Regions from separate parts of the Mus musculus genome. Here region 1 is linked to region 2. A link is a contact called in public capture Hi-C data. All regions are on one chromosome and are shown on one strand. Each heading gives the region's core, a stretch centred on a gene start, on an enhancer-like site or on the middle of the called end of the contact. The rest is flanking DNA. Distances are from core to core; before and after follow the strand shown. Region 1 overlaps Dop1b (DOP1 leucine zipper like protein B). Region 2 overlaps Rcan1 (regulator of calcineurin 1).

Region 1 (4,183 bases), core at 1,471-3,970, 1.4 Mb before region 2:
GACCTTGCACCTCTGCAGCAGGCTGTGGATGAACTCCGTGTTCTTCCCTTCCGCCGACTTGGCCATGGAGACCAGCTGTGCTGTAATCCTAATGAGGACCTCCACGCTCTTGACCTGCACGTCGCGGTTGCCAAGGATGTCCCTGTGGCAGACCTTCAGGTAGCAGGGGTAGTAGGAGCGGAGGAAGCTCAGGCAGAGGTAGGTAAGGAGTTCAATGAGCAGGGAGTGGGGGCAGACATTGGGGGCCTGGGTCTGCAGCTTGCCATAAAAGCTCTGGCCGATGAGGGCCTCCTGGTGGCGTGCCAGGAGGTTGGAGATGAGGTTGAGGTGCGCGGTGGAGCTGGTGTCTATGCCCGTCCTGGACACAGCCTCAATGAACTCCTTGGGATTGGTCTTAAGCACGGCCTCCAGTACGGAGAAGGCATACAGGACCCTCTGGGAGTCGTAGGGCTGCAGGTAGAGCAAGATGTGTTTGAACAAGGCCTCGACTGTCTCCTGCTTCTCCCTCTGCTGCTTCAACAGCCTCGATGTGGTGATGGCTTGGAGCTCCACGTCAGCCTCCTCGTCACTGGAAAACGACTCGGAAGCCTGTGTCTTGTCTGAGTCTGCTCGCACCAGGCTTAACCTGGCATTGGACCTGGGGCTTTCTGGCTGGAAGGCTGCCAGCAAGGCCGCTCGCTTGGAGTATGCCCTGCCCCCGATGGGGATCGGAGCACAGCAGTTTTCCTCGTGGCTCAGGTCCTGCAGATCGTGGGAGGGAGATGAGAAAGTGGATGTGTTCTCACTGTCAGTGTGGCCAGAGCTCGTGTCTGCAGACTCTGTGTGCTCACTGCTATCCCCGCCACCAGAGGTCATCCTGTCTGGAAGGTCCACATAGTAGGGCAGGTCTTCCTCACTTAGATCACTTCTTGGTGGGCATTTCTCTGGTTCCTTCTCTACTTCAGCCCAGATGGCTTCTCGATCCACGGTGGTGAACTGTCCTCGAGGCAGGCGTTCCTCAGGGGCACCCTCCTGCGGCTCAGATTCACCACACGCCTCTTTGCACGTGGGCTTCTTCCTGTTAAACCAACGGTGTAAATCCTCTGGAAATCACAAAATGACAAAGGACTTTAAACCAGAATTGCTAGAGATGACAAATTAGCTCTGAGGTGATCGTTGGCTTAAAGGAGACAATGCCCACTGGAACTGTATCAAGTCATGGGCAAAACAGAGACAGAGCATTGTAAAATTGTCCTTTAGCTGGAAGAGGTATCTCAGTTGGGAGAGTGTCAAGTTAGAGTATGGAAGGCCCTGGGTTTGATCCCCAGCACCGCATAAGCTTGGGGTTGGTGCACTGGGCACCCGGCTCTTAGCAATATCCAGGGATTGTGAGCATTAGTTACACTTTGGAAAAACATAAGTGATTTTTTCCCTAGGAATTCCCTCTTTGGAAATGTATTCCACAGAAACATCAGCAGGTTTCAAAGCTGTGAGGATGGGGCACGCGCTAGAACAGTATGTAGAGAAAATGGAGAGTGTGCCCACCCCAGAGCCACAGAAAGGGCGCAGGAATGGTGAGGGGCATGCCTGCACCTGACACGCCGCTGGGCTGTAAAGCTCGTGCCAATGCCCATGACTATGAGGTCTGTACAGGGACGTGAGAGGGAGCATCCAGCTACACAAGGAGCCCACTGGAGAAAGTGCCCAGCTCACACAGCATCTGCCACCCACCAGCATTGCCCAGCTCATCCGCTGACACTGTCGGGATCTCTGTGTAATACCTTTACTTCTGAATTTTTTGGAGGATTTTTTTCTTTTCTTTTCTTTCTTCCTTTTTTTCTGCGCATGTATGTGTGCATTCATGGTGTTTCTGTATGTGTTTATGCACTGTATGCTCAAATGTGTGTGGGTACATGTGTGTGCATGTGAGGAGGCCTGAGGCTGGCGTCTCAGCTCAGCACTCTCAGATATGGCTAGTCTCCCTAGGCAGCTTGCTCCAGGGACTGTCTTCTCAGTGCTGTCACCCAGTTGGCATTCCCGTGCCAGCTTGATTCACTTTTGTTATCATTTTAAACAGGAGCTTGCTAAATGGTCCAAACAGTCTCCAGGTGATGCCCCTCCTGTCCAAGCCTACCGAGTGCTGGAATTGCAGCTGTGAGCTCCTATGCCGCTACCTAAATTTTAAAACAGACACAGTAACACTTCTGCAATAAGAAAGTATACAGCACTTTTAAATACCAACTCTCTTTTAAATTTGATTTACATTGGTGTTTTCCTCCATGTATGTCTGTGTGAGGCTATCAGATCCCGTGGAACTGGAATTACAGATAGTTTCAAACTGCCATGTGGGTGTTGGAACTTAAACTTGGGTCCTTTAGAAGGGCAACTGGTGCTCTCAACCCGAGCCGTCTCTCCAGCCCATCAATTCTCTTTTTAAGAGAGGTGAAAATCCAAAGATTTTGATACTATGAAAATTCTTGGTAAAGTAGTTTTCAACAAGTCTATGCAGGGTGAAGAGAGGAAGGAACAGTGGAAACCAGAGACAGACAGCCTGAGCCAGAGACAGACAGCCTGCAAGCCAGAGACAAGACAGCCTGCAAGCCAGAGACAAACAGCCTGCAAGCCAGAGACAAGACAGCCTGCAAGCCAGAAACGGACAGCCTGTGAGCGCACAGTCCATAGCAGCACAGACATGGCAAGGCAGGCGGCACCTCCCTTTCTTCATTCTCTTGTACTGCCAGGGAGCAGCTACACTGGCACCAGGAAGGAAACAGGAAGTAATGAGGCAGTGGGGAGACAGAAACCGAAGAACCACACAGTGGGGCTTTTCTTTTCTTTTTTTTTTTTAAGGGAGAAAGAGGAGGGGCGGGAGCTGGCTGGCAGGACAGCTTGCTTGCCACAAAGCCTGATGGCTCGAGTTCTATCCTTGGAACCTGTACAGTGAGAGAGAAAAGCCTTCTGCCCAGGTGCCATGGCAGCATGTGCCCATACAGTATGTGTGTGTGGGGGCACACATCTGCACAGGTGTAATGGCACACATGTGCCCATAAAGTATGTGTGTGTGTGGGGGGGGCACACATCATGGCATACATGTGCCCATACAGTATGTGTGTGTGTGGCACACATCTATTCTCACACACATACAAATAAAACAAAAGACAAAAGAAATACTAAAGTATAGAGCTGCCATGCAGAGCATAATGAAGGTGTGTAGTGTGTAGTTCTCCAATCATCCCTTTTCTAGGCTGTGGAATAAATTCAGTCTCTTGGAGAAGGTAGGCCACTCCCCACTCCACCCCCACTGCAGGTTTGGGATGAGCCTTGCACAAAGGAGACTGTTTCCTTTCCCTCCACCCACCTTAGGGTGGCACTGTTGCTCCCCGTAAGACTAGGACAAACATAAGGGACAACTGACCAGATTTCATAGGAAGGTGACATTTTTAGTAACCGGAAACTGTCCCAGACTAGGGGTACAAATCTATGCAGAGGGGCTTCGGGGACTTCCATTAACAATGGTGCTTACACCCGGCACCACCCCTCTGCTAGGCAAGGGGCACTGGTGAGGGGGTTCTACTGTGCACTAGAGACACACATGGAATGTTTTCTCCTGTGAAACAATAGAGCATCCCTGTGCTTATTAAAATGTGGGCTACTAACCTGAAAGAGTGTATCACCTGGAGATGACACGTTCCCATCTTGACAGGATGCAGTGTGGTTTTCTAAATGTGCATTTATACCATGGGTGGTTAAACAAACCACACACACAACTCACCTTGCCATCTCTTTTATAGTGACAACATTTAGAATCTACTCCCACAGAGGTGAAGTAAGAGCAGAGGCTGGGTGAGGAAGGCAAGGGGACATGCTGGCCAGAGGGTATGGAGACTCTTACCTAAGAGGGTGAGTTTTTAGTGTCCTGTTGCACAGCAAGGTTACCACAGCTAATAATAATATATATTGCATGATTCAAATATTTCCTCTCAGTAACAAAGCCATGACTTTTCAGTGAAAACAGCAACCCACACCTACTGGTCCAAAGTGCTAATTCCTGTGGTGCTTAAAATGTGAATGTCCCCATCAGTTTCCAAGGCACAGTCACTCGTGTGAGCGGTGAGCACCCACAGCAGTGGGTGCAGCACCTGTTGCCTCCCCCGCCCCCCAGGACTGTGAGGCTGCTCACCGGCTGAGTTCTCCTGCTTGAGAC
Region 2 (3,893 bases), core at 1,122-3,621:
TTCCCTCTTAGCCAGTGTGTAGCGAGTTCTTGGCTGAGGAACGGACAGGAATAGAGAGCTTTTGTGAGATGGGGTTTTATTTAATGAGGGAGGGGAAACAAAAACAACAACAACACCGTATGGCCTGAAAAAATGTTGAATCTTCTGCTGCTGTTTTGTTCTGCAGAGACAGGGCCTCACGCCCGCCCTGTTATCTCCGGAAATCCCTCCTGTTAGCAGCCCTCAGCTGGTGGGAGAGCATTCTGTGTGTGTGAGCATTCTGTGTGTGTGAGCATTCTGTGTGTGTGAGCATTCTCTGTGTGTGTGAGCATTCTCTGTGTGTGAGCATTCTCTGTGTGTGTGAGCATTCTCTGTGTGTGAGCATTCTGTGTGTGTGAGCATTCTCTGTGTGTGAGCATTCTCTGTGTGTGTGAGCATTCTCTGTGTGTGTGAGCATTCTGTGTGTGTGAGCATTCTGTGTGTGTGAGCATTCTCTGTGTGTGAGCATTCTCTGTGTGTGTGAGCATTCTCTGTGTGTGAGCATTCTGTGTGTGTGAGCATTCTGTGTGTGAGCATTCTGTGTGTGTGAGCATTCTCTGTGTGTGAGCATTCTCTGTGTGTGTGAGCATTCTCTGTGTGTGAGCATTCTCTGTGTGTGAGCATTCTGTGTGTGTGAGCATTCTGTGTGTGTATGAGCATTCTGTGTGTGTGAGCATTCTGTGTGTGTGAGCATTCTGTGTGTGTGAGCATTCTGTGTGTGTGAGCATTCTCTGTGTATGAGCATTCTGTGTGTGTGAGCATTCTCTGTGTGTGTGAGCATTCTCTGTGTGTGAGCATTCTGTGTGTGTGAGCATTCTCTGTGTGTGAGCATTCTCTGTGTGTGTGAGCATTCTCTGTGTGTGAGCATTCTCTGTGTGTGAGCATTCTCTGTGTGTGTGAGCATTCTGTGTGTGTGAGCATTCTCTGTGTGTGAGAGCATTCTCTGTGTGTGAGCATTCTCTGTGTGTGTGAGCATTCTCTGTGTGTGAGCATTCTCTGTGTATGAGCATTCTCTGTGTGTGAGCATTCTCTCTGTGTGTGAGCATTCTCTGTGTATGAGCATTCTGTGTGTATGAGCATTCTCTGTGTGTGAGCATTCTCTGTGTGTGAGCATTCTCTGTGTGTGAGCATTCTGTGTGTATGAGCATTCTCTGTGTGTGAGCATTCTCTGTGTGTGAGAGCATTCTCTGTGTGTGAGCATTCTCTGTGTGTGTGAGCATTCTCTGTGTGTGAGCATTCTCTTTGTGTGAGCATTCTCTGTGTGTGTGAGCATTCTCTGTGTATGAGCATTCTCTGTGTGTGAGCATTCTCTGTGTGTGTGAGCATTCTGTGTGTGTGAGCATTCTGTGTGTGTGAGCATTCTCTGTGTGTGTGAGCATTCTCTGTGTGTGAGCATTCTCTGTGTGTGAGCATTCTCTCTGTGTGTGAGCATTCTGTGTGTATGAGCATTCTCTGTGTGTGAGCATTCTCTGTGTGTGTGAGCATTCTGTGTGTGTGAGCATTCTCTGTGTGTGAGCATTCTCTGTGTGTGTGAGCATTCTGTGTGTGTGAGCATTCTCTGTGTGTGTGAGCATTCTGTGTGTGTGAGCATTCTGTGTGTGTGAGTATTCTCTGTGTGTGAGTATTCTCTGTGTGTGAGCATTCTCTGTGTGTGTGAGGACTCACTTAAGACTGCCTGAAACCTTTCAGCATTTCTGCCTGCGTAATCCAACCCACCTTTTGAGTTGTGGGCAGGACAGGGATCTGCTTGGCACCTGTTTGAAGTGACACATTTCACAGGTGTTGTATATTAAAAGAGGCCGTTCTTACCTGCTGAATGAGAAATTAAGTGAGTGCATTTGGTGTGCCGGGGCTATTCTCGCATGGTAGGACAACCTGCTTAATTTTAGATCCCCGAGTTACTATTCTCTAAGGGTGCCCTCCCAGGAGATCTGGCAGTCTCCACGAGGCTTCAAACTTTCGGGAACAAGTAGAGGACAGTGGCTGGTGTTCAGGACAATCAAGAGAAGCCAGCAGAGCAAGAGCTGGGGGTGCAGGAAGAGGAGCCCAGAAGGCAAGTGACAAGGCCTCACAGACAGAGATCGTTTCATCTGCAGTGCTGAGGGAAAACAGGGCTCTCAGACTCTTAGGACACTGGGTCTTCCTACCTGGTGAGCTCCTCCTCCCCAGACACACGCAGCAAGCATGTCTCAGTGCCTGCTCTTGCCTCTCTGGGGCCCACCATATGCTGCCCCCTTTCTGAATGGCCTCCTTAGATTGGGGGCAGTTCACTCTCCACAGGGACTAAGGCCCCGTCTACAACAGCACCATCCTTTATTAGCAGATGTCAAGTATTCAGAGCGCCCCGAGAGCTCTGAGAGACACCATGCAGGATCCTGCCTGCTGAGCTGCCCACTCTGCCTGGCTGTGGTCGGCCCACTGGGCAGGAAACAGCTGAAAGGATCTGTATCGGGCAGGACCTCCAAAGCCAAGTTCAGGAGGGACAAAGGGCAGGGAATGCGAGACAAAAACAGACAGAGGAAGAAGGGAAAGGGAACGAGGGAGAGGGCAGGGACAAAGGACTACCTCTGGATAGAGAGGACACAGACAGGGCCCATAGCAAATGACAGTTTACAAAGGTAAAAGGGGAAAGCCCACGTTAGGATGAGGAGTTTTAATTAGACATCTTAATTAGGTTGATTGCTGGACTTCAATACTTTGACAGCTGGACCTTAGTAGTTAGTTAGCTTAGTAGTTGGAAGGAGGAAGTGACCAAATAAGGGAATGGGCCTTAGGGACTAGCTTCAGGAGTGTTACCAGTGTTACCAGGGTTTAGCAAGGCAGGGGGAATGGGGAGGAGGGCAAGGCCTGCCAGAGCCGCGTTTGCCAGGCCTGCCATACTCAGGCCAGCCAACCTCTGATGCTGAGAGTCTGGTGCTGAGGGTGGGGATGAGCCTAGCCCGGCCGTGTGGCTCCGCCGTGACACTGCGCTTGTGTTTCCTGAGGGGACACATCCCTTCGAAGGCCTGTGTGGTGCTCAGCTGTAGCACACAGGGTGATGCTGTACCCGCCCGGCCCTTACCCGCGGCTGTCACCGTTAAGTTCTATAGGAAGTTCCAAAACCCTAAGACAGCACACAGCGTCCTCACTGACTTTCCTGACAGACCTTGGCGCTCCTGTGGGACCTCCCTCCTCTACCCACAGGAGGCCTTTGCCACCCCTTCCCAGTCACTCCAGCTGCTTACTGTTCCTAGCTGCCACACAGACTGTGACTCCAGCTGAAGTGGGCGCCTCCCCTCGGGTCAGCAGGCCCCTCCCACAAGGAAGAGGCTTAGAAACACTGACAGAAGGAATGCTAAAAAAAACAAAAACAAAAACAAAAAAGAACAAAAACTTACATCCAGAGATGAGGACCCCCTACGGTCCTTTCTCCCGCCCCCCCTTCATTTTAAACTTACATCATCTTCTACCTCAGCCAATCTTCAGGGTGCTCGGTGCTGCGGCACCAACTGTCCATCCTCTAAGCCCCGTCTCTTCTTTGTGGGTCAGTATTTTGGAGTCTACAGCAGCTGCACAGTTAGTTCATCCATCCCAGCATTCCAGAGACCCAGCCACCTCCTGGGTGCCCAGAAATGGCGAAGGTGTGAGCGTATGGGTGTTGGTTTTCCAGCCCTTGGGGAGTCACATGGACAGCCTGGGTTGTTAAAGGGACACACATGGTTCACATTGTCATTGTCATCTGGGCCAGAAGAAAAATGCAGTTCAGCAGCAGGCTCCCTCACATGAAGCGTCCAGGGCAGGCTTTCCAGCCAGAGTGGAGCTTCTAACTTCCTATTAAAGGACGAATGAACCAGGAAAGGGTGAGGGAGATGCTCCCAGGGGGGAGAGTTTGACTC

Evidence for each region. Capture Hi-C pulls out chosen DNA fragments and counts their contacts.
Region 1: a capture Hi-C map of embryonic tail shows a contact between it and region 2, with 4 times the contacts expected there. The contact joins two enhancer-like sites. A contact is called at or near these places in 2 of 9 other capture datasets (embryonic stem cells and embryonic tail).

Annotation. Positions count from the first base shown.
Region 1 is chr16:93,766,293-93,770,475 of GRCm38.p6, reverse strand. It overlaps Dop1b (DOP1 leucine zipper like protein B), which reads right to left. Exons shown (of 37, transcript NM_027293.1): 18 at 4,160-4,183; 19 at 1-1,082. Among named protein-coding and RNA genes, the nearest start is that of 2310043M15Rik, 27 kb to the left of the region's middle. Within about 2 kb of position 2,720, at least 82 of the 459 cell types and tissues checked have an H3K27ac peak or open chromatin away from gene starts, as enhancers often do. A contact at or near this core is called in embryonic tail, where this site is marked.
Region 2 is chr16:92,411,534-92,415,426 of GRCm38.p6, reverse strand. All of the region lies in intron 1 of Rcan1 (regulator of calcineurin 1), which reads left to right. Among named protein-coding and RNA genes, the nearest start is that of Gm29805, 31 kb to the right of the region's middle. Within about 2 kb of position 2,371, at least 50 of the 459 cell types and tissues checked have an H3K27ac peak or open chromatin away from gene starts, as enhancers often do. A contact at or near this core is called in embryonic tail, where this site is marked.